Regions from separate parts of the Mus musculus genome. Here regions 1, 2, 4, 5, 6 and 7 are each linked to region 3. A link is a contact called in public promoter capture Hi-C and targeted proximity ligation data. All regions are on one chromosome and are shown on one strand. The core of a region is the stretch at or near the end of the contact, and the rest is flanking DNA. Distances in the headings are between cores, read along the strand shown.

What was found. Promoter capture Hi-C pulls out the DNA fragments that hold promoters and counts their contacts. Capture Hi-C pulls out chosen DNA fragments and counts their contacts.
Region 1: a contact with region 3 is called in a promoter capture Hi-C map of pre-B cells, with 2.2 times the contacts expected there. A contact is called at or near these places in 2 of 39 promoter capture datasets (liver and pre-B cells), 2 of 130 datasets of targeted methods (bone marrow-derived dendritic cells and embryonic stem cells) and 1 of 9 other capture datasets (macrophages).
Region 2: a promoter capture Hi-C map of pancreatic islet shows a contact between it and region 3. A contact is called at or near these places in 1 of 39 promoter capture datasets (pre-B cells), 3 of 130 datasets of targeted methods (bone marrow-derived dendritic cells, embryonic stem cells and pancreatic cancer cells) and 2 of 9 other capture datasets (adipose tissue and pancreatic islet).
Region 4: a targeted proximity ligation map of pancreatic cancer cells shows a contact between it and region 3.
Region 5: a targeted proximity ligation map of pancreatic cancer cells shows a contact between it and region 3. A contact is called at or near these places in 1 of 39 promoter capture datasets (erythroid cells) and 1 of 130 datasets of targeted methods (pancreatic cancer cells).
Region 6: a contact with region 3 is called in a targeted proximity ligation map of pancreatic cancer cells. A contact is called at or near these places in 3 of 130 datasets of targeted methods (bone marrow-derived dendritic cells, bone marrow-derived macrophages and pancreatic cancer cells).
Region 7: a targeted proximity ligation map of bone marrow-derived dendritic cells shows a contact between it and region 3, with 3 times the contacts expected there. A contact is called at or near these places in 3 of 39 promoter capture datasets (fetal liver, liver and pre-B cells) and 3 of 130 datasets of targeted methods (bone marrow-derived dendritic cells, regulatory T cell precursor and stem cell-derived neural progenitor cells).

Annotation. Positions count from the first base shown.
Region 1 is chr19:5,387,084-5,390,193 of GRCm38.p6, reverse strand. It overlaps D330050I16Rik (RIKEN cDNA D330050I16 gene), which reads right to left and starts at 1,858. Exons shown (of 1, transcript NR_033224.1): 1 at 125-1,858. It overlaps Sart1 (squamous cell carcinoma antigen recognized by T cells 1), which reads left to right and starts at 1,491. Exons shown (of 20, transcript NM_016882.3): 1 at 1,491-1,879. The coding sequence starts at 1,567. Tsga10ip (testis specific 10 interacting protein) reads left to right here. Exons shown (of 8, transcript NM_001373978.1): 8 at 1-147. The coding sequence ends at 132.
Region 2 is chr19:5,365,168-5,368,355 of GRCm38.p6, reverse strand. Eif1ad (eukaryotic translation initiation factor 1A domain containing) reads right to left here and starts at 1,543. Exons shown (of 6, transcript NM_027236.2): 1 at 1,146-1,543; 2 at 80-298. The coding sequence starts at 166. It overlaps Banf1 (BAF nuclear assembly factor 1), which reads left to right and starts at 1,480. Exons shown (of 3, transcript NM_011793.3): 1 at 1,480-1,788; 2 at 2,400-2,538. The coding sequence starts at 2,416.
Region 3 is chr19:6,275,420-6,278,340 of GRCm38.p6, reverse strand. Ehd1 (EH-domain containing 1) reads right to left here and starts at 1,445. Exons shown (of 5, transcript NM_010119.5): 1 at 963-1,445. The coding sequence starts at 1,366. It overlaps Gm14963 (predicted gene 14963), which reads left to right and starts at 1,763. Exons shown (of 2, transcript NR_168273.1): 1 at 1,763-2,048.
Region 4 is chr19:7,204,704-7,207,935 of GRCm38.p6, reverse strand. It overlaps Otub1 (OTU domain, ubiquitin aldehyde binding 1), which reads left to right and starts at 1,652. Exons shown (of 7, transcript NM_134150.2): 1 at 1,652-1,734. The coding sequence starts at 1,677.
Region 5 is chr19:5,423,219-5,426,449 of GRCm38.p6, reverse strand. It overlaps Drap1 (Dr1 associated protein 1 (negative cofactor 2 alpha)), which reads left to right and starts at 1,471. Exons shown (of 7, transcript NM_024176.2): 1 at 1,471-1,777; 2 at 2,017-2,089; 3 at 2,175-2,268; 4 at 2,559-2,678; 5 at 2,797-2,890; 6 at 3,031-3,119. The coding sequence starts at 1,736. It overlaps AI837181 (expressed sequence AI837181), which reads right to left and starts at 1,306. Exons shown (of 2, transcript NM_134149.2): 1 at 1,142-1,306; 2 at 1-499. The coding sequence starts at 1,281.
Region 6 is chr19:5,293,897-5,296,932 of GRCm38.p6, reverse strand. Sf3b2 (splicing factor 3b, subunit 2) reads left to right here and starts at 1,478. Exons shown (of 21, transcript NM_030109.2): 1 at 1,478-1,671; 2 at 1,846-1,892; 3 at 2,557-2,634. The coding sequence starts at 1,539.
Region 7 is chr19:5,405,557-5,408,370 of GRCm38.p6, reverse strand. It overlaps 4930481A15Rik (RIKEN cDNA 4930481A15 gene), which reads right to left and starts at 1,556. Exons shown (of 4, transcript NR_027938.2): 1 at 1,288-1,556.

The DNA.
Region 1 (3,110 bases), core at 609-3,108, 890 kb after region 3:
AACCGATCACTTAGAGCAGAAATGGAGCCCTCTTCTCAGAGCCCCCCCAAAACAGAGCCAACCAGCAGCCAGCCTGGAAGACGCCCCTCCCCAACCCTGGACCCAGACTACAGTCCCCGAGAGAAAAATTAAACGCTTTATGGCCAAGTACAGTGTGAGACTTCTGAGGGGAGTTGGCTGTGGGTCGGAGATAGGTAGCGGAAGTGGGTGGCAGAGGTTGAGCTGTTTCCCCCACGCCCTGGAAACCCAGGCTACACCTCATTCTCAACAAGCCGTCTCTCTACTGAGGCGTGGGGCACCGGAAAGGAATCCGCTGAGACTTTGCCATGCTTTCCCCAACATGCCAGGGGACCTAGAAATCTTAGTGAACAGGACCCTGCCTCTGAAGGCGCTCAGTCTCGGGGTGGACCTTCAAAGGTGCCCATCCCCCACACCAAACCACACCAGCGAGGTGCTACACCGGAAGTCCAGAGAGGAGCAACGACTATCAGATGGGAGTGTGTGAACCCTTAACTTAAACCCTTAACCCTTTACTCAACCCAAAACAAAGCAACCAAACTAAACAAACAATCAAACAAACAGAAACCCAGGAAAAGTCGAGAAAAGCATGTAATCCCAGCCTGGGCTACATAGTTAACAGGCTAGACAGAACGGGAAAAACAAAAAAAGGAGGGAAAGCATATACATGCACAAATGTGCCGAATTTGCACTCAAGCCTGGAGTGGCCATGCACACGAGAGGCTGACAGAGGGACTGTGGTGGGTTTGAAGACAGCCAGGGGTAAGTAACAAGTACTAGACCTACCTTTACAAAAAAAGAAAACTAGAAACAAACCATCACTCAGTATCACCAGGTTTATAGGCACAAATTCAAAGAGCACTCCAAAGCCTAGTTAAAAAGGTCCAATCCAGCTGGGCGGTGGTGGCGCACGCCTTTAATCCCAGCACCTGGGAGGCAGAGGCAGGCGGATTTCTGAGTTCGAGGCCAGCCTGGTCTACAGAGTGAGTTCCAGGACAGAGAAAACCCCTGTCTAAAAAATAATAATAAAACGGTCCAATCCATCAGTCTAGGGGACATAGGATGACGGTAGCGTTCGCTAAAAGAAAGAGTATTTTCCAACTCTGGATGGAGCCCCGGCACTAGGGAGCTTGCTTGGACAGTCACTGGAGAGGGGGCTGCCCACAGAGAGACTTGAGGCACAGAGCACCACGAAGCGATCAGAGTGGAAGGGGAAGGAGGCAGGGGAAACTTCTAGCTCCGGAGATGATGACCCAGTACCATGCTAAAGTTCTTACGGCTCTACGACTACCATCTTAGATGGCGCGAGAGGGTGGACGGCGCAGTCTCTACAGGTGCGCGTGCGCAGAGACCAGTAGCTGGCAGGCGGGACCGCGCACCCTCAATCAGTCCCTCCCGTGAGCCTTTGGAGGTTCCCAGGCAGGCCCCGGAAACAGCCCCTCTTAGTTTCCGGCAACAGGAACGGGGCGGTCGCGCGACCCGGAAGCGTTCCCATTTCGCGTCGTCTGGGCTAGGGTAGCGGCCCGGCTCCAGGCGGACGCAATAATCATGGGGTCGTCAAAGAAGCACCGTGGCGAGAAGGAGGCGGCCGGGACGACGGCTGCGGCCGGGACTGGGGGCACGACCGAGCAGCCGCCACGGCATCGCGAGCATAAGAAACACAAGCACCGGAGCAGCGGCGGCGGCAGCAGCGGCGGCGAACGACGGAAGCGGAGCCGGGAGCGTGGGAGTGAGCGCGGGAGCGGGCGGCGTGGGGCGGAAGCCGAGGCCCGCAGCGGCGCGCACGGTCGCGAACGAAGCCAAGCGGAGCCCTCGGAGCGGCGCGTGAAGCGGGAGAAACGCGATGACGGCTACGAGGCCGGTGAGGGCGGGGCCCGGGGGCGGGGCAGGGTCTTGGGATGCCCAGGACGGAGGGTACGGGAGGACCTCGAGGGCCATCTGCCTCTCGGGTTAAAGACGTCCTCCGGGTGTTTGGGGTTAAACGTTGACGTCTCCACGTTAAGCTTTAAGAAGACAGGAGTCTTCCTGCCTTCCCTGTCTTCCTGGCACTTCACAGCAATGCATTGGGTGGGTGAATGAGGTGGGACGAGCGTGTACAGACAATCGACCAATAGCTCATAGCGGAGACATGAAGCAGTAAGATAGGCTTGGGTCTGAACCAGCGCTGTAAGCCCTGTTGAGAAGTTTGGGCTTTGTTATGAGGATGGTAGGGAGCCAAGGATTTGAGTAAGCAAGTGACTTGAATTGCATGATATTTTATGAAGATCAGTGGGTTGAGAGCTTGTCAAACGTAGGACCAGAGATCAAGAGATCGGGAGGGAGGTCCAAGCAACCAGGTGAGGGCTAATAGTATGCATGTTTCTCTATGCAGCGGGCCGGAGAGAAGTGGACAGATTGAATAGGAATTCGGTCTGATTGGCCTGGTGAATGGAGGTGTCATCTGTTGGAACTGAGTTTAGAAGAGAAGCAGATTTGAGGCAGGGGAGAATGACACAGTTTTGGGAGAACTTTATGTTTGGTGTATATGGGAAACCTTACAGTTTAAGTGAGATAGAGTGACTTTGGGCTGGTGTGTATTCAGGAAACCAAAGAAGTGCCTTAGAACATGTGGAATGAGAACGAGAGTCAGGCATAGAACCTGCTAAATTCCAGTAGTTCAGTTGTGGGCAGAGGAACATGTTGAGGAGCATAAATAGTAGCCAGTGGCAGGAACCCACAGTCTGCCCATAGGATCTATGCAAAGAGAGCATTGCTGAAGTGTGATCCACCACAGGACATTAATCTTTTAAACAAAGGATTGTTTTTATGTTAATGCATTTGAGTATTTTACCCTCATGTGCCCGTGCCAGCAGAGGTCAGAAGAAGGCATCGGATCCCCTGGAACTGAATTAGATGGCTGTGAGTTGCCATATGGATTCTGAGAACCAAATTTGGGTCCTCTGTAAGAACAGCAAGTGCTCTTATCCCCTGAGACATCTCTCCAGTCTCCAGATCAGAAATTTTCTTGAAAGTAATCTGCTAGTTGGAAAAAGGGAGACTTGGGACTTGACAGTTCCCACAGAAAGTGGAGTGGTGCCAAGGCAGAGAAAGGG
Region 2 (3,188 bases), core at 294-2,793, 910 kb after region 3:
GAGCCTTCCCTTTCCACACCCAGCGGTGCAATGGGAGCATTGGGAGGAGGACGGGAAGCCCGAGACAGGCGGCACTCACTTTCACTATTTGCTGGTGGTCAGAAGGCACCATGTGCTCCCCCAGCACCTCCTGCACCACATGCTTCCTCTTGCTGGCCTGAGACATGCTGGTTTCTGTCCAGGGTTGTTAGGGTGCACAGACTGTCAGTTCTTCTTCCAGAATTATTTGGATGCCAGCCTTAGAAGCCAGGACTGCTTTCAAGAGAAGCAGCCTTATACGAAAAAGTGCCACCTCGCCCTGTTAAAAACATGCACTTTAGGGGACAGCAGGACTTGCTGCTCTGGCAGAGAACCAGGTATGGTTTCCAGCCACAGGGGATTCAACGCCCTCTTTTGAGACACACATGCAGGTAAAAACACTAATACACATAAAACATGAATGAAATCATTGAAAGACAAATCACAGACTTAGCCAGGTGCTGGTGTATATCTTTATTCTTAGCACTTGGGAGGGAGAGGTAGGCAGAAATTTGTTGAGTCCTGGGCCAACCTAGTCTACATAGGGAGACCGTAAACCAAAAACAAACAAGCAGGACCTTCAAGGGCCAGGGAGATGTCCTATGAGCCAGCACCCACATCAGATGGTTCACAACCACCTTTAACTCCAATTCAAGGGCATCCACCGCCCTCTTCTGGCTTCCGAGGGCACTCACAACACCACCCATGGGGGACATCTTTAAAAAAAAAACAAACCAAACCAGGAAACACAGGTTTTATAGTGTCAGCTGAGACGTCAGGGTGGCTCAAGCCTTCGATCTCAACACTAATCCCAACCCACGGAGCACGGGGCCGGCCCTCTCAATAACAAAGAAAAACTAAGTAAATCGGCGAGATCACGGAAACTACCCAGCACAGGGCAAGCCCTGAGTCCTACGTCTCAGTCCTGTTAGGACGGCGACGCCTCCCCCTCCCAGGCCGATCGGTCATCCCGCCAAGCTCTCTGAGCGAAATCTAAGGTGAGCTGCGTTCCGCCACAGGCTTCAACACCCAAGGCAGGAGAGCCACACAACGACGGCCTCCCGACACATCCCAGGCACGGAGCGACCGACGCGGCGCCCAGCACGAGAGCTGCCCACGGAACTCACCCGCTCGGCGCCACACCAGCACGCTCCGCTTTCCAGGTTGACGGCGACAGTAGCTCGTCCACGACGCGCCTCGACAGCGAGGGACCAAAGAGCAAACAACTGTGACCTGCAGGTGGCCCCGACGGTAACGCCGGTCTGGACGCTCGGCCCCAATCCTCCGTTGTTCCTCCCTCCCGTCTGCCGGTCTGAGGTGACAGACCTGAGGAAACCGCGCCGGGAATTGCGATTCCGGGGCGCTCAGAGGTCCTCCGGATTTCCCGCCCCCTCTTCGTCCGTCCCTTTAACTCTTCCCTCCATCAAGTGAGGCAAGCCTAAGTTCCGAGTGCGGGGCAGGAAAACGCATTCTCCTCGGAGGTCTCGATCCCACAGACCGGAAGGGCCGCTGGAGAAACAAAAGCCATCGAAAGCCGGATGGCTTCTTGAGAGGAACCGGAAAACAGCGACCCCCGTGGGCGCCGCGGCTGGCGATTGCGCGTCAACTCTATGGCTCCGGGTAGCTAGACCTGCCCAGTTTGGGGATTAGTTTTGAAGGTCGCGCATAAAACGACCCGGAAGCGGAAGTCGAGGAACCGTCTCGTAGCTTGAGGTCTGGGCGGGAGCGGCCGAGTGGCGCGAGGAGCCGTTACCAGAGCCGGAGCCTCCGGTGAGCGTGAGAAGCGGAGTGGTGCTCCGGCTGGCGTGCGGTGGCGGCGCGCAGAGGCGGGAGGGAGGGGAATCCATCGCGGAGGCGCGCCTTTGCAGCGGGGCAGCCCGAGTCTGCGGGAGGGGCGATGCGCGGTGTGTCCGGGTGGCGGCGCGTGGAGGGGGCGGGGCGCTCGGAGCGGGGCGGGGCCTCAGGGCGGGGCCTGCGGGACCTGAGAGGCGTGGAAGAGGCCGGCAGCCCGAGTGAGGGCGGCGAGGCTGGCGAGAGCCGCGTGCTGTTCCTACCACGTGTTAGTTCCCAACGGGGTCAGTGTCTGTGTAGCCAGGGTCGCGGGCTGTGAGGGCTTCAGGGCGGACCTTGACTACTGAGTCTGGGAGTCGCTCTGTTGCCTTAGGTGCGCCACCAGCTAGTGCAAGCTGATATATCCAATATACCCAAAACCAGGACCCACGGAAAGTGGAAATTTCCGAATAGCCGGGGATGGGTTGGGGGGACTCAAGGGAGCAGCCACAGTAGCTGTGGTAGGATATTGCCCTTGGGACTTGTGGTCTTCAGCCCTAACCTACTTTTCTTTTTTTTTTTTTTTTTTTTTTGGCGGGGGGGATTCCCAGGTTAAGCCTGATCACGATGACAACCTCCCAAAAGCACCGAGACTTCGTGGCAGAGCCCATGGGGGAAAAGCCAGTGGGGAGCCTGGCCGGGATTGGTGACGTCCTGAGCAAGAGGCTGGAGGAAAGGGGCTTTGACAAGGTGTGGGGGGGCTGCAAATGCCAGGGAGGGGTAGGAGCGAAGGTTGGCAACAGGTGGTACCACGCAGATTGGGAGTGAGGCCCACACATGTTTGGGGGGTACCTGGGGAGGCATGGTGCCTCCTTCATTTTTGTGTTTTGTTGAGACAGGGCTTCTCAGTGCTAGGATTAAAGGTGTGGCTCACTGTCCCCTGCCCTTTTGTGTGTTTTAAATATCACGAAAATGAAACTAGGCATAGTGGATTGTGCTTATGACCCTAACACTTGGGAAGTTGAGCTAAGAGGATTCCCGTGGGATTTAATGCCAGCCCTGACAACAAAGGAACAAACCCTGTCTTTCTTTTTTTTTTTTTTTCGAGACAGGGTTTCTCTGTGTAGCCCTGGCTGTCCTGGAACTCACTCTGTAGACCAGGCTGGCCTCGAACTCAGAAATCCGCCTGTCTCTGCCTCCCAAGTGCTGGGATTAAAGTCGTGCGCCACCACTGCCTGGCAACAAACCCTGTCTTAATCAAAATAAAAATGGCCTTGCCCTCTGAAGTATTTACCACCTAACCCTCCCTAGCTTCAGAGATCTGGCCTCTTCGGAGTGGTATCAGCGTGGACAGTCCTGTTGCTTTAGCCCATGAGACACTTAGCCACATGCCCTTTTCT
Region 3 (2,921 bases), core at 196-2,695:
AGAGTCACTCCTTGAAAGAGGGAGCAGAGAGGGCAGGGTCTGTGAGTCCTGTCATACCTCCTGTGGGAGGAGTCTGGGATGCCCCAATGCCCTTAAAGATCCTGGGTGTTAAGAGCTCCTCAGGCAGGCCACTGTGATTCATTCATAGCATCCTGAGGGGCTGACTCTAACTCACCGGGAACTGGTTAAGCTGAGACTCCAGGAGACACACGAAGTCTATCCAATCTATCCTAGACTATGGGTCTGGTCATTTCAGGAGCCACAGTGTTACCACCCCCTGAAGTCCCTGAAGTCTCCTGAGGCAACACTGACTTAAGCTTTTTTTGTTTTGTTGTGTTTGAGACAGGGTTGTCTCCTGTACTCCTGGCTGGTTTGGCATTCACGTAAGTGCTGCTTTTAGGAGGGGTGTTGGGACTCCTTCATCCCCTGCCTTCAAAGGGGGCTGCCCCCAAATCAGCAGACCAAAGCATAGCCTCCGCGCCCTTCCTACACAAAACCACTGGTCCCTGGAGATGTGACGCAGAGAGTGACACACTAGCAAAAGGAACATCTAAGTCTCGAGGTTTCCCAGGACACACACTTTAAAAACGGACCCCAGAGGAGGAGGGGGATTCATGAGAATGAGCTGGGTGCCTCCAGAATGAGGAACAAGAAAGGGGGGACAGCAATGGTTCATCTTCTCACAGCAGCCCCCCGCTCTGTGGGAAGTAGGTCTGGGGTCTGCAGGAGGATGTGAGAGTTAAACTGAAAACCTGGAAGGTTCTGGGAATGACAGAAGCCAGAAGAGTGGACGATGCCTAGTCTCTAACTTCTCTCGGGTAGTTAGTGGGACGCAGCAAAGCCGGTGTCCCTGGGAGTGGTCGCCTAGGGTCTGGCGGGGGCTCTCGGAGACAAAGGCCGGCTGGGGGCAATGGCTCCGGAGGCCTTTGGTATCCTCGCGCTGGGGGGCAAGGGGTGGGTACCTGTTGAGGAAGGCGTTGCCGAAGGCGTTGAGCTTGCGGAAGGGGCGCCGCGGGTCCACGACGAGCGCGTTGCCGGGCACCACGCCCTCGGTGGGGCCGTGCATGACCGCGATGAAGGAGTCGGTGGTGGGCTCCGGCCCGATGCGCATCCCCGGGAAGTCCTGCTCGATCAGGTGGCGGATGAAGGTGGTCTTGCCGGTGCTGTACTGGCCGACCAGGAGCACCATCGGCTTGTTGTCGAAGTCAGCGTCCTCCAGCGCGGGCGAGTGGAACTCGTGGAAGCGATAGTGCTCCTCCAGCGGCAGCAGCTTCTGCGCGTACAGCTGCCGCAGCCCCTCGGCCACCGTCTGGAAGAGCTCCGGCTCCTTCTTGCGGCGGGCATCCTTGCTCACCCAGCTGAACATGATGCCGGAGACGGGGCTGGCTGCTACAGGACGGAGCGGTGGCTGAGCGGGACTGGGGCGCGCGGCCGAGGAGGGGCCGGCCGGCCGGCGGAGGGCAGAGGGGCAGGGGGCGGGGCGCTGCCCGCACCGCGCAGGCGCAGGCTCGAGGGCCGGCGTGAGGACCACGACAGCGCCCTCTGCCGAGGGTCGCGCGAACCTCGTCGAGCCGCCCCTTTATAATAAGCCGGAGCCCGGCGTTCCCGCACGCTGGCCGCCGCCTCGAGGCTGGCCCGAGAGGAGGCGGGGGAAGAGCCCTCCAGGCCCCGCCCCATTCGCGTGCCACGTCCTCTTCTGCTTCCCATTAGCTGATTTCAAATATCGCGAGCTCGTGGCTGCGGTGCCTTGGCAACCGCACCTGTTTTGCTCCGCCCCTCGAGGGATGGCTCGTGGAAGTGTGGCGGTCGCGGGTGCCAGAGTCTGGCGTCGAGATGTACTAAGTCTGAGCACCATCTAGCACGTGTGGGCTTCCGGACACCCCCAAGTACTTCAGCTGCGCTCCCCAACTGCAGTGTTTCCGCTGGCTAGGAACTCCCAAAAGCATCGGGAGCCTCACCCTTTGGTCTTTTAGCGACTCTGGAGAGGGACAGGACAGCGGGAATAGGGAAAGCCGAGGGAGTACAGGACACCGGGAAGAGGAATATCGGTAAGGAAGGAGGAAGAGTGCGCTGGGACTCCACTCAGACTGATGGGAGAGGGACACGGCAATGGAAACAATTGACGTGACCTAGCGGGGAGTTTTCACCAAGGCGGTGCCAGCTGCGGAATGGGGTAAAAAGTTGCAGCTTTCTGGCTAGATGAGTTTGGAGGAAGTGAAATCGGAAATACCCTTTGTAAGGAAGAGGGGCAGTGTTGAGCAACAATGAAATGTTGTGGGAACTTAGGGGAAATTAAAAGCCCCAAAATTTCCGCTTTCCTGTCAGGGACACCACCAGTACCATCTCTTGTTCCGTTCTGAGTCCCAACCTGTTTCCAGTTGGTAGCTGTTCCCCACCATCATACCTGGCCACACCTAAGCCCCCTTGGCTGTGTCTGCTGGTGTCTAGTGGGTGATGTCAGAGATTTGGGGACTATGATTGTTAGGTAACTAATATCAGGTCACCCAAGTGGCAGGAGGATCTAAGGGCCATTGGAGAAGTCTAAAAGGCACCGGAGGAGTTGTTTAGCACACAGTTGTGGTCTCAACTGTTTGGAAAGGTTGGAGGATCACTTGAACCCATCGATTTGAGGCCAGCCTCGACAACAGACGCTGTCTTAAAAGAAAAAAAAAAAAAGACAAAATATTTATCGATGAGGCTAAATTCATAGCTTAGTGGTAGAAGCACTTGCTTAGCGTGCACAAGCCAGTAGGGCCCATCCCCAACAGCACTAGAGCCAACAGAAAATCATGGGAACTTGAAAGCCTTGGATCCCACTTGAAAACTTTGATTTGGAAGCCTGTGAGCTAGACACCTATGTGGGGTTAGGCGGGGAGAAAACAGTGGGATCTCACAGGAAGAAAGAGCCGTGTGTATATTGA
Region 4 (3,232 bases), core at 403-2,902, 930 kb before region 3:
AAATAAAGGAGGTGGGCTGGCAAGATGGCTCAATGGGTAAAGTGTTTGCCACACAAATCTGACAACCTTTGTTCCATCTCCAGGACCCATGTAAAAGTGGAGAGAATGGGTTTTATAAAATTGTGCTCTTTCACACAAGCACTTTGGCACACACAGCCTTCCACACACTATAGACACAATAATAAAAATTTTAACAAAGGAATGATAGCTGATGACAAAGGACACGATTTCTTTTTGGCTCCTTCCCCCCTTTTATTTTTTCTGTTTTTGTTGTTTTTTGAACAGGGTTTCTTTGTATAGCAATCCCCCCTTTTGTTTTTATTTATTTATTTATTTTGATACAGGGTTTCTCTATGTAGTCTGTGAGTCTGAAACTCACTGTGTAGACCAGGCTGACCTCTACTCAGAGATCCACATGCCTCCCTAGTGCTGGAATTACCATGCCTAGTCTGTACTTGATTTTTCTAAAATTTTTTTGGTTTTTCAAGACAGGGTTTCTCTGTGTAGCCCTGGCTGTCCTGGAGCTCACTCTGTAGACCAGGCTGGCCTCGAACTCAGAAATCCTCCTGCCTCTGCCTCCCAAGTGCTGGGATTAAAGACATGGGTCACCACAGCCCGGCCTGATTTTTCTAAATCTTTAAGAGTGCTTTCCACCCTGGCCTCCAGTTACCTGGACTGGTAGACCGACCATACAGGAGCTGGAGTTGGGACTAGTAAGGACAGAGAACTGATATTCTGGAGGGTAAAAGGAATCTGTGTGGCTCAGTGATGGCTATAGCCAGGCTACCAAGAAGTAAATGCCTTTTCCTGCAAACGCTCTGGTGTTTGCTTTTCAGGGTACACAGGGCCTGCAAATGGGAATGTCCATTTCTCAGAATGGAGACATAACTCAAAGAAAATGGGTAGCTTCGGCAAAAATTAGCAAAGATGGCCACTTTTTGGCTCAGGTTTTGTTTGGTTTGGTCTGGTCTGTTTGAGACAGGGTCTCTTGTAGCCAAGCCTTGCCTGAAACTCCACGATTACCTTGAACGCCGGATCCTCCATTCTTTCTCCACCTTTCACATGTTCGGATTATGGACTCAAATTCTTGCTTTTAAGTGGCTCTGCTTTCTCAAATACGAGGACATATAGCCTAAAGTTAGGTCGAGGGTTTTGGTTTTGGTATCAAGGGAAGATGCTCCCCGTGCTGGAAACAGGTCTTTACAGCTTTAGAGAACAGGCTCAGTGGTGAGAGGCGAGAGGCCGCGAAGGCTCCGAAGGGCGTCAGGAGGTTGTCACCACTTCCTGTCTCGAGGTGGCTCTGCGCTCCGCACTGCAGCTACCGTCCTGTACCTTGAAAGTACGCGCAGCTGGGATTAACCTTCTAGTGACTTTAATTCCATCTTGTTCCTTATCTTAGTTACACAACCTGCGTTTCAAACTTCAGTATACAGAAAACAGAAATGACTCGAGGAGGTCCTTAGCCCCGCAGGACCTTTGGGAAAGTGGAATGTGGAAGCGCGCGTGGCGTCCCCCCAAGCTCTCCAGGGCAGCAGGAGCAGCCCAGGCCCTGACGACTGCCAAAGGGAGCCTGTTGCTAGGGGCGTTGCGAAGGAGGGGCCACAAGGAGGGGCTCCCTTCCGGGAGGAGGGCAATTAATAACCCGGAAGCGATCGCCAGTGCGGCGCTGTTTAAAGATGGCGGCGGAGGAACCTCAGCAGCAGAAGCAGGAGCCACTGGGTAGCGACTCCGAAGGTACGAACGGAGGGAAGGATGTCCTTCCCGGGCTAGCGGGGGCAATCCACGGCCCGCCGTTCCCGAGGAACTCGGGGAGTCAGGGCCCTGGGGAGTAGGCGCAGCGTGCGACCGAGCCCTTCCCCGCGTCTCCTCCCCTCCCCCTCACAATGGAAGCAGGGCCGCGGCGACCCCCGGCCGGGCGGGGCGGCCGGGGCCGGGGCTCGGCCTCTCGCGCACGCCTGGGGCGGGGCCTGGGCCGCCCCGCCTCCGCCGGTCCCGTGGCCTCGGCCGGCTCCCACAGTCAGCCCGCCGGAGACCTAGCAGTCAAGCCGAGGCCTAGGCCGGGGCCGAGCTGCTGAAAGGCGTTGAGGAACGCCGGGCTTCCAAGGACGAAGTCCCTGCTGGGCCGTTCGGGATGCCATTGGCGGCTCTTTGCCTTAGAGCTTGTGCTGGCCTTACAGCACCTTTGAGCGGATCCAGGCATTGTTTTCCTAGATTCTTGGTCTTTAAAAAAAGACAGAAACCAGTCACACCTTCTCCCTGTCTCCCGAGAACTTGAGCTCTAGGGGTTGAGTAAGTCTGTTGAGTGGGAGGGACAGTCCTGTTGTAGGACATGGTGGGAAGCTCAGCTGAGAACCTAGGATAACCAGGCCCCAAAGGATTGGCTTTAAAAAGCCAGTCATACTCGCACACCCTACTCTAACTCCACACTATATTCTAGAGGTTGAGGACTAGGAAACCCAGATACGCAGAAAGAAATTGTTCTCCATCACATCTAAGAAGGATCCAAGACTAGAAACTCCTACAATAGCTGCTTAGAGTCCTCAGAACGAACGTCCCGAATCCGTGGATGACTCTAGAGAGTGCTTAGGTAGTAGTTGCTGCTGGCAGGATCCCAGCATATTTTGATGATGGGAGCAAGGTGATGGCATTAATCCATTCTAGAGGTGAGGGGAGAGGACTTTGGCAAGTGACATGTCCAAGAGCTCAGACTGGAATTTTACAAATGTGGACTTGACCTTGGACAAGATGGAGTTACCTCTGGTTTTTGTTTTTTGTTTTTTAATTTGGAAAATGAACAATACAGGGGACCACAGAAGGACAAAGGGCGTGTCTCAGTAAAGTGCATGCTTACAGGATGCACTCATTCTTCCTAGGGCTCCACCCCTTCATCCTGCTTTCTCCCAGAGCTCCCTTCCCCAGAGCATTCCCTAGATGCTACACAGTGCTTTTAGAAGGCAGGGAGGAAGGAATATCGGGGCTGCAAGAGAGCTTTGGGGGTGATCTTTACTTGTCATTTTACTTATTTATTTATATTTATATTTACTTATTTCTTGAGGTTGCTAGGGCTTCACACCTGCAGGACAAATATATCTTTACCACTGGGTCTCAAGCCCAGCCCTATTTTTTTTTTCTTCCAAGATAAAGGCTTGCTATATTTCCAGAGCTGATCTCTAACTCCTAGGCTTCTTAATCCTGCTCTGGTCTGTAATTGCTCCCTTGTTTACTTTTATTT
Region 5 (3,231 bases), core at 222-2,721, 850 kb after region 3:
CTCTTTGGCCCGTGGGCTCACCTTGGCCACCTGGAGACGGCCCTCAACTACAGCCCGGGCAATGCCAGCCCAGGCGTGGTCCAGCTTGAAGCCAGGTGACAGGTGAATCAGCCACTTGCCGGAGAGCACATGGTGGGTGATGGCCAGCTGGCGCAGGGTACCTGGTGTGATGGGTCGCCCACTGGTCTGCAGAGCCTCCCAGGCCGCCTGCAGCCCTTGTACATCCCCTGAGTTGGGGGTGTAACCCTGCCCATAGGCTGCAATCCAGCCCACAGGTTCAGAGTTGGGTGAACCTGGGTCCCCATAGCGAGTAACTTGAGATGGTGGGTACTTGGCCAACCAGGCATCCAGCTCTGTGGCAGGTGTGGTACGGGCATCAAATACCAGCCAGGGGTCCATATCGGCTGCCATGGCCTCTGCAGCCAGGTGCTCAGCAGTGAAGCCATCCTCCCGGCCACCTGGAGAGTCTTCCTCTTCCAGCTCCTCATTTGGTTCCATCCTGTTGTGAGGGAACTGAGTCAGAGGTTTGAGACAGTAAATAAAAAGTGCTGGGTCCTGGAGGGTGCCAGGCACTGCAGTAAACTGTGGCCCTGGGCAAGACATAATGTCTGTGCCTCAGTTGCTTCATCTTCACAATGGGTAACAACTGATCCTGTCTAGATTTGTCTCCAGAATAAGACGCCTGAGGTGGAGTAGCTATAGTTAGTACTACTTTCACTGCTTACAAACAAGGAAATTGAAACTCTTAAGAAAAGGGGCTTGCCCAAGGTCATGCCCGTAAAGAGCGCCAGAGCTTAAGTGTGAACTGGCACGGGGCTCGGCTACACCACCGGACTAGAGTCCTGCAAGGTAGCGCGGCGCTGCAATATAATGGACGTAGGCAAAACGCAGGGTCGCCAACCTCAGAGGATGGCTGTAGAGGGCCAGGCCTCCCCCGGTGAACGATTGGGGGCACCGTGAAACACCGAGGCTCTGAGCCCCAGAGAGGGCAGCGGCCCATCAGGGGGTCAATGGGTACCATCCAGACTCGAACCAGATAGGACCAGGCCTGCGCGAGGACCAGGCTCCAGCCCTACCACATCCGCCGCCATTAGTGCCCACAGCTTAAGGGTTGCCGTCCCTCTCGCCACCCCGCAGTCACCTCCGGCCTTCACTCCGTTCCGCGCCAACCCAACTTCGGGCCCGGCTCCGTTCCTGCCCGGGATCTGCTGCGCCGCCGCCGCCGCCGCCGCCACCCCCGCCGCGCCCCGCCCCTGCCACGGCCGCCGCCGCCGCCGCCATCTTAGGGTCCCGCCACCTCAACAACAACTTTATAGACAAACACAGTCACGGGGCGGGGCCAGAGGCGGAACCAGAAGGCTAGGGGCGGGGGCTCCAGGGGAAGGGGCGGGCAGCGTCCAGGGGCGGAGCCGGCGCGAGAATCCCGGGAGGTGCAGGTCTTCGGGAGGCGGAGCTAACGTTCGTACTTTAGCTTGGGGGGCGGGTGGGCGTGGCGGGCGAGCCCGGGGAAGGACGCGCACCGCCCCAGAGGATCCGAAGCCCAGCGCTCGAGTTTGGGGAGCTGCTTGTCTACGGGCGGCACTAGGACCCTGCGGGAAGTGGTGTAGGCGGAGTAAACGGCACCAGGACCCGGGGAGGGTGGGGGGGGGGACCGCGGCGGGCCGGCGGCGGACAGGCCCGGGGCCGGGAGGCTGCGGGCGGCGGCGCTGGGCCCGGCGCAACGAGAGGCCCCGAGATGCCAAGCAAGAAGAAGAAGTATAACGCGCGGTTTCCGCCGGTGAGCACGTGGCCCGGATGGGCCCCGGCAGGCAGGGCTCCCGGGAGGCTTGGGCCCAGGTCCTGCTGGTGGGGGGGGCGGGTGCCTTTAGGTGTTCACGGCCTGACGCCCCGCCCCTTCCATGCCCTCCTGACTTAGCGCCCCCCGCCCTCTTCTCCTTCTCCCGGGATACCCCCGGTTCCCTCTGTCCCCCGTGTTAGGGACGCAAGAGACGAGCTCTGTCCTCTTCCTTTCGGCAGGCGCGGATCAAAAAGATCATGCAGACGGACGAAGAGATTGGGAAGGTGGCGGCAGCTGTGCCTGTCATCATCTGTATCCTACTAGGGGCCGGTTGGGCTGAGGGGCGTGGGGCGGGACTGCGGCACTCCCCTTTTTGGATTCTCCTTGACGTCTTCAGCCCGGGCCCTTGAGCTCTTCCTGGAGTCCCTGTTGAAGAAGGCTTGCCAGGTGACCCAGTCTCGAAATGCCAAAACCATGACCACGTCCCACCTGTGAGTGGCCGCCGAGCTGGGAGGGGCTTTTGAGGAGGCAGAGTTCCGACAGGGGGAGTGGTGCAAGGCCCAGGGAGGCCAGCTTTGTGGATTTGGACTGATGCAGGAGAGATTAGGTGTTTCAGGTGCAGGGAATACAACCAGATCCGAGCCACCGGCCCTCCCAGGAGGCCTGGTGGAAGTAGGGGTGTTTTTAACGTTCCACTGTACTGACACGAAGAAGTTGTTTGTATCCTTCCCTAAGTGTTTTGGGGGCCCCATTTGAACCCCTTCCTTTCCCACTTCTTTAGGAAGCAGTGCATTGAACTCGAGCAGCAGTTTGACTTCTTGAAAGACTTGGTGGCATCAGTGCCTGACATGCAGGGGGATGGGGAGGACAACCACGTGGATGGGGACAAGGGTCCTCGAAGGTGGGTAGCCAAGACCCGGTATACAGGTGGGGAAGGCCAAGGCCACAAGGTTGGGGGTGGCTGGGGGATGAACCAGGAGGAGAGAGTCCTCGTGCAGATGGACTGTACCTTCCCGAAGGGGCCGGAAACCGGGCAGCAGCGGCAGGAAGAACGGAGGCACGGGAAGCAAAGGCAAAGACAAGAAGCTGTCCGGGACAGACTCTGAGCAGGAGGTGAGTGAGGCTGATGGGTGATGGCCTCAGCCTTGTCTGCTGCCTCTTGTTCCTCCATCTCCATTCCTCTCCCAGGGTCTGGGCTCCCCAGAGATGGGCCCGGGCCCTCTCATTAACCCTGACCCCTTCCGTGCTCTCAGGATGAGTCTGAGGATACAGATACTGATGGGGAAGAAGAGACACCACAGCTTCCACCCCAAGCCAGTCACCCTCCTGCCCACTTTCAGAGGTGAGCACCCCAGGAGCACCAGAAAGGGGCACGCCAAACTCCCCATAGCCAGTTAGGTTTGCTTCCCTGGCCACTTGATGGTGGCGGCTGACTTAGGGAATGGGAGGGGACA
Region 6 (3,036 bases), core at 229-2,728, 980 kb after region 3:
CAGACCCCACCTTTCCTGCATCCTGCTCACCCCTCCTTTCCAATTACTCCTCCCTTGAGGACAGCTGGTGAAACGGAGGTGGCTAGGAAAAGATCTGAAGCGCGTGGGTGGGAAATGAGACCATTTGTGTTCCTCTCCTTTATTCATCACACACAAACCAAACAGGCTGTCATTGAGAGCGGCAGAACTAGGAGAGGGAAGGAGATAAAATAAATTGGTGGATGTTGGGCAGGCAAGGGTCATGGTGTCTTGCCCCAAGAAAGGTCCTGAGGTTTTTTTGTTTTTCCTACAAGAATATAAAGTCCCCAGGTTAGATACCCCCACCTCCCAACTCATTTATTAGCTGCCTCCTGGATGCTAAATACTTCAAGATAGAAGAAGATCAAGTTCCAGATCCTGTTTGGGGGAATGGAGGTGGGAATAAAGGACAGGAAAGACTTAAAAATGAAACAAAGACAATGGATTAGCTGGCAGCAGTAAGCCCAGTTTTCAAGAAGCAGAGGCAGGAGGATTGCCAAGAGCTAGAGGTTGGCTTGGGCTCGATTTTGTCCCAAGACAGTCTGAACTACATGACTCTTGATCTTCCACTCCATGAAATCGGGTGTGATAGTATATATCTGTAGCCTGCAAAGGATCAGAAGTTCTAGGGTAGCCTGGGCCACATATGGACACATTTGTCTTAAACAACAAAAACCTTGGGGCTTGAGAATTGGTGTTAAGAGCACTGTTGCTTTTGCAGAGGACCTGGGTTCGATTCACAAAAGTGTAACTCCAGTTCCAGATCTGACACTTCTGGCTTCTACAGATACCAGGCATGCAAGCGGTACATATACATATAATAAAACACCTGAAAGGTGGAAAATGTATTAATGAACATTCCTCGAAAGGGGGAAGGAAGCATTTGACAGAGAATACATTTATTTAAGACTTTTTCGAAGGTGCAAAAGGGGATTTTATTTTAGCAGTGCCCTTCCCCCAGGTCAGCAGCTGGAACTCAGCTTGGCGGTCCGTTCCTCCACCGGCTCCGATCCCCTTTCAGCCCATTCAAGCACGCCTGGGCGGGAGTGAGCAGACAAACACTGTTTTATCAGAGCCATCGGCACCAACCTCCCATTCGGGCGCCGGAAAGGAATCTCTATGAGCTCCTAGGAGAAATAAGCACCCAGGTCTCTCATCATTGAAGGGTGTCGGGACAGAAGACTTAGTATGTGTTTGGCCAGGAGAGAAGAAGAATGCATCTGCTCTGGGTAGAGTAAGCTCTTGCAGCCAGGCAGCGGATGTATTACTACTGCTGCATACCGGATGTCATAGCGAGCGTTCGTCCTCTAGATGGCGCATCCGCAAACTACAACTCCCAGAAGGCTCTGCAACCTCCGTTGGCGGCGATTCCTATTCCCCGGTAAGGGAAAGGGCGTGTGTTTGGACCAAGTTCTCTCCAATCACCGCGGGACGTGGATTACGCAACCGGAAGTTTCTGGAAGTAGGCCCGGCGGCTGACCCGAGCTTCCGTGTTGGTCTCGCGCCTTCTTGTGGCTAAGATGGCGGCGGAGCATCCCGAACCTCCCAAAGGAGAGTTGCAGTTGCCACCGCCTCCACCTCCAGGCCACTATGGAGCCTGGGCTGCGCAGGAGCTTCAGGCCAGATTGGCAGAGATAGGAGCGCCGATCCAGGGTGAGGCGCAGAGGCGGTCGAGAGGGGCCCTGCGTGGGCTTGTGGCGAAGTGGAGCTTGGTTACCCAGGAGACCCACGGGGCGGGGGGCGGAGACAGGCCTGTGGGACCTGACCTCGCCAAATTGGCCTGCTCGAGGTGATGCTGACCCCCTGATTCTGTGCTTCGTCCTATAGGGAGTCGCGAGGAGTTAGTAGAGCGGCTGCAGACCTACACCCGTCAGGTGAGTGTTGTCAGTGCAGGCTAGGTCTCACTTTTCCTGGAGGCCTTTAAGACTACTCACGGATGGATCTTCGTTTCTCTTCTCTTCTCTTCTCTTCTCTTCTCTTCTCTTCTCTTCTTTCTTTTTTCTTTTTCTTTTCTTTTTTTTTTTTTTTTTGGTTTTTTTTTTTTTTTTTGAGACAGGGTTTCTCTGTATAGCCCTGGCTGTCCTGGACTCACTCTGTAGACCAGGCTGGCCTGGAACTCAGAAATTCGCCTGCCTCTCCCAAATGCTGGGATTAAAGGCGTGCGCCACCACTCCGCGGCTGGATCTTCGTTTCATATACTTTTTTTGTTTGTTCTTTCGCGATAGGGTTTCTCAGTGTAGCCCTGGCTGGCCTCAAACTTAAGAGATCCTAATGCGTTTGCCTTCCGAGTGCTCCAGCACACCGGGCTAGGTCTTTTTTGTGTACTTCAACGCAGCAAGCCGGCTCTTGACCATTTTGTCAGTTCTTGGTTTTGCTTTATTGTAATTACTTCTACTCCTGTTGCTTTTCTCAGGTTCCAGCCCCAGTCTCTGTCAAGTGGGCACTGGGTACATTTTGTTAAGTAAATAAATGGAAGAGGAGGTTATGTAATGGAATACGTCCTTGTAGTCTGACCTAGAGCTCTCTTTTTTCTTGTAGACGGGCATTGTCCTGAATCGACCAGTTTTGAGAGGAGAAGATGGGGACAAAGCGGCTCCTCCTCCTATGTCAGCACAGGTAAGAGATTGCTTCGAGGATCTTTTCTGCTCAGGATAGCCATGTGTTGAGCTAGCAGATGGGACCGTAAGTTAAGGGTGAGGTCTAAGGAGACAAAATTGTGACCTCTTCACTTCTGATTTAGTGCTGCTACTGTTTTAATCCCCAATGTCTACTCCTCCAAATTTGACTTATCACTCAAGATTCCACTAGAATATCTGGAAATGTTCCTTGATCCTTTCTCAGCTGGAAGTGGTCATGCTTTCTCCTGCCAGGTATAGCTCCCAAAGTTATTGAAACGGTAAAGGATAATGCCCTGACTTGAATAATATACTCCCTGCATCTAGTACAACGTAGATATCCTATGCCTTGGAATGTTGGTTATTACTTTTTTTTTAACTTATTTTTATGTATATAAGTGTT
Region 7 (2,814 bases), core at 307-2,806, 870 kb after region 3:
TAAAGGTGTGCGCCACCTCAAAAGTCACAATCTCTGTGCTGGTCACTTTAGCCTGGTCTCCGTGACCTCTCCTGACCCCAAGGCATCCTGACTTCTGCTCTTCTCTCTCAGCACCCCTCAGCTCAAGTGTGTGACAGTCTCCCTGACGAGTGTCTTCTCTGGACCCACCCCCATCTGACTTCCCATTAGCAGCCAGTGTTGGAGTCTTCTAAAGTCACTAAAGAAATCTCTGCTAGCCTGGCATGAAGGCACACACCTTTAAGAAAATTTGAGGCTAGCCTGAGCTGCAGAGTAAGATAGTGGAGGTGACCCCCCTAAAACATAAAATAGGGGATAGTGAGGTGACTCAATGGGGAAAGTGCTCTCTGTGCAAGCCGGATGACATGAGTTCAATTCCCAGAACCCACATGAAAGTGGCAAGAGAGAACAAAGTTGACTTCTGACCCCACATACATGCTGTGGCAGTAGCCACCCCCTTCCTATCATGCACACACAATAACAATAAAAATAAATAGAACAAATGAATGAGTGATTTAAAATAAAGTGACTGGTTTTACGTCACCGTCAGATCTCTGAGCTTGACTCACTCTTACTTTGTGTTCGCCTCTCTGAACTTGATTTAGAACAACACAGTTGCTGCTCTCCTGGCCAGTGGAGCCCCTACCATCGAGCACAGAGGGAAGCGTCCTTCCTATCCTCACCCTCTACTCCAAACTCCTGCTCTCCTATTGTAAAGGGATGGGAGGAGAACGGTGGTAAAGGAGGAGTGGGCATGACTGGCTCCTCCAGGTGCTGGATAAAGCTACTCCAGCAAGATAAAGCTACTCCAGCAGGAAGAGATGCTCAGCAGATGGGAGAGTGTACCACAGATGGGAGAGTGTACCACAGATGGGAGAGTGTACCACAGATGGGAGAGTGTACCACAGATGGGAGAGTGTACCACAGATGGGAGAGTGTACCACAGAGGGTTCAGCTTCCAGGTCCCACATAGCGGCTCATAACGATCTGTAACTTCAGTTTCAGTGACCAGCGCCCTCTTCTGGACTCTCTGGGCATGTGGGGCACGGACATACACGCAAGCAAAACATCCTTACACATTTAAAGAGTTTAAACTACAAAAGCTGTTCTTATCTGTGGGTGCTGCCTGTGTTTTCTGGGACACCTTTCCAGATCGACCCCAACTTCAGCAAATGGTAGCCCCTATGTTTCGATGGCTCTGATTTTCTTCCCTCTGGCACACGCAGACCCATTCTATGGGGGCTCCCCTCACAGGATCCGTTTTTTTACCTTAGGGTTAGTCAGTCTCCACTGCCAGGCCATACGCTTGCTGGAGGTCACGGCACTACTGACGCCCTGGGCCACCACAACACCAGTGAGCCTCTTGAGCTTTCTTAGAGCACTTAGTACCAGATTTAGAATTAGAAGACAATTCACCAGTCAGGCGTGTGGTGCAGGCCTTTAGTCCCAGCACCCAGCAGGGGCAGGTGGATCTTTGAGTTTGAAGCCAGCCTGGTCTACAGAGTGAGTTCCAGTCCAGTCAAGGTTACATGTTGGGAGCCGCCCCCACATTCGCCGTCACAAGATGGCGCTGACATCCTGTGTTCTAAGTGGTAAACAAATAATCTGCGCATGTGCCAAGGGTATTTTACGACTACTTGTACTCTGCCTTTCCCGTGAACGTCAGCTCGGCCATGGGCTGCAGCCAATCAGGGAGTGATGCGTCCTAAGCGAAGGATAACTCCTCCTTAAAGGGGACGGGGTTTCGGCCATTCTCTCTTGCTCTGCGCGCCCGGCGCTCTGGCTCCTAAAGATGTAAACAATAGAGCGCGCTCTGCGCTTTGGCGCGCCGGAGCTCTGGCTCCTAAAGATGTAAGATTGGGGTGGCTTTCGCTTTTGGGGCTGGGGGTTTGCGCTCCTGGCTCCTGAAGATGTAAGCAATAAAGTTTTGCCGCAGAAGATTCTGGTTTGTTGTGTTCTTTCCTGGCCGGTCGTGAGAACGCGAATAAGAGTTACACAGTGAAATCATGTCTTGAAAAAAAAAACAAACATAAAAAAGGAGGAGGAGGAGGAGGAGGAGGAAGAGGAGGAGGACAGGAAGAGGGAAAGAAGACAGTTTAGTAGCTTCAGGTTTGAGATCTCAGCAGGATACCAGCTGTTTCCAAACTGATGTCATTACCAACTCACTCTCTCAAAATTTACCCTAGAGGCTGGCAAGACACCTCAGCGGGTAAAGGAGCCACGAAACATAACGTCAACCTAAGCTTGACAGCTGAGACTCACACGGCAGAAGGGGAGAACTGACTATAAGTTATCCTCCCAGTGGTCACATGCATCCCAGACCACACACCCCAGCCTATCCACAAATAGATAAATAAGTGTAAAAGTCTAAGAAATCTACCCTTGCACCGGGAGCACGTTTCAGGAGGCAGGGTGCGTGCCTGGGATGCAAGAAGCCTTGAGTTAAGGGTCCAGCACCAAATAAACCAGGCACAGTGGCGAGCACTGTAATCTCCACGCTAGGGAGGTGGAGGCAGGAGGATCAGAAGTTGAAGTTTATCCTTGTCTGTATAGCAAGTTCAAAGCTAGCCTGGGCTACATTAGACTCTTTCTTAGATAGATAGATAGATAGATAGATAGATAGATAGATAGATAGATAGATAGATAGAATCCAATTTGAATCCATTCATACTTCTGACAAGGATGAGGGTCAAAAGTGGCAGAGTGTGGATCAGGCTGGGGCTGGAGAGACAGCTCAGAGGATAAGAGCACTGGCTGCTCTTCCAGAGGATTTCGGTTGGGTTCCCAGCACCCACA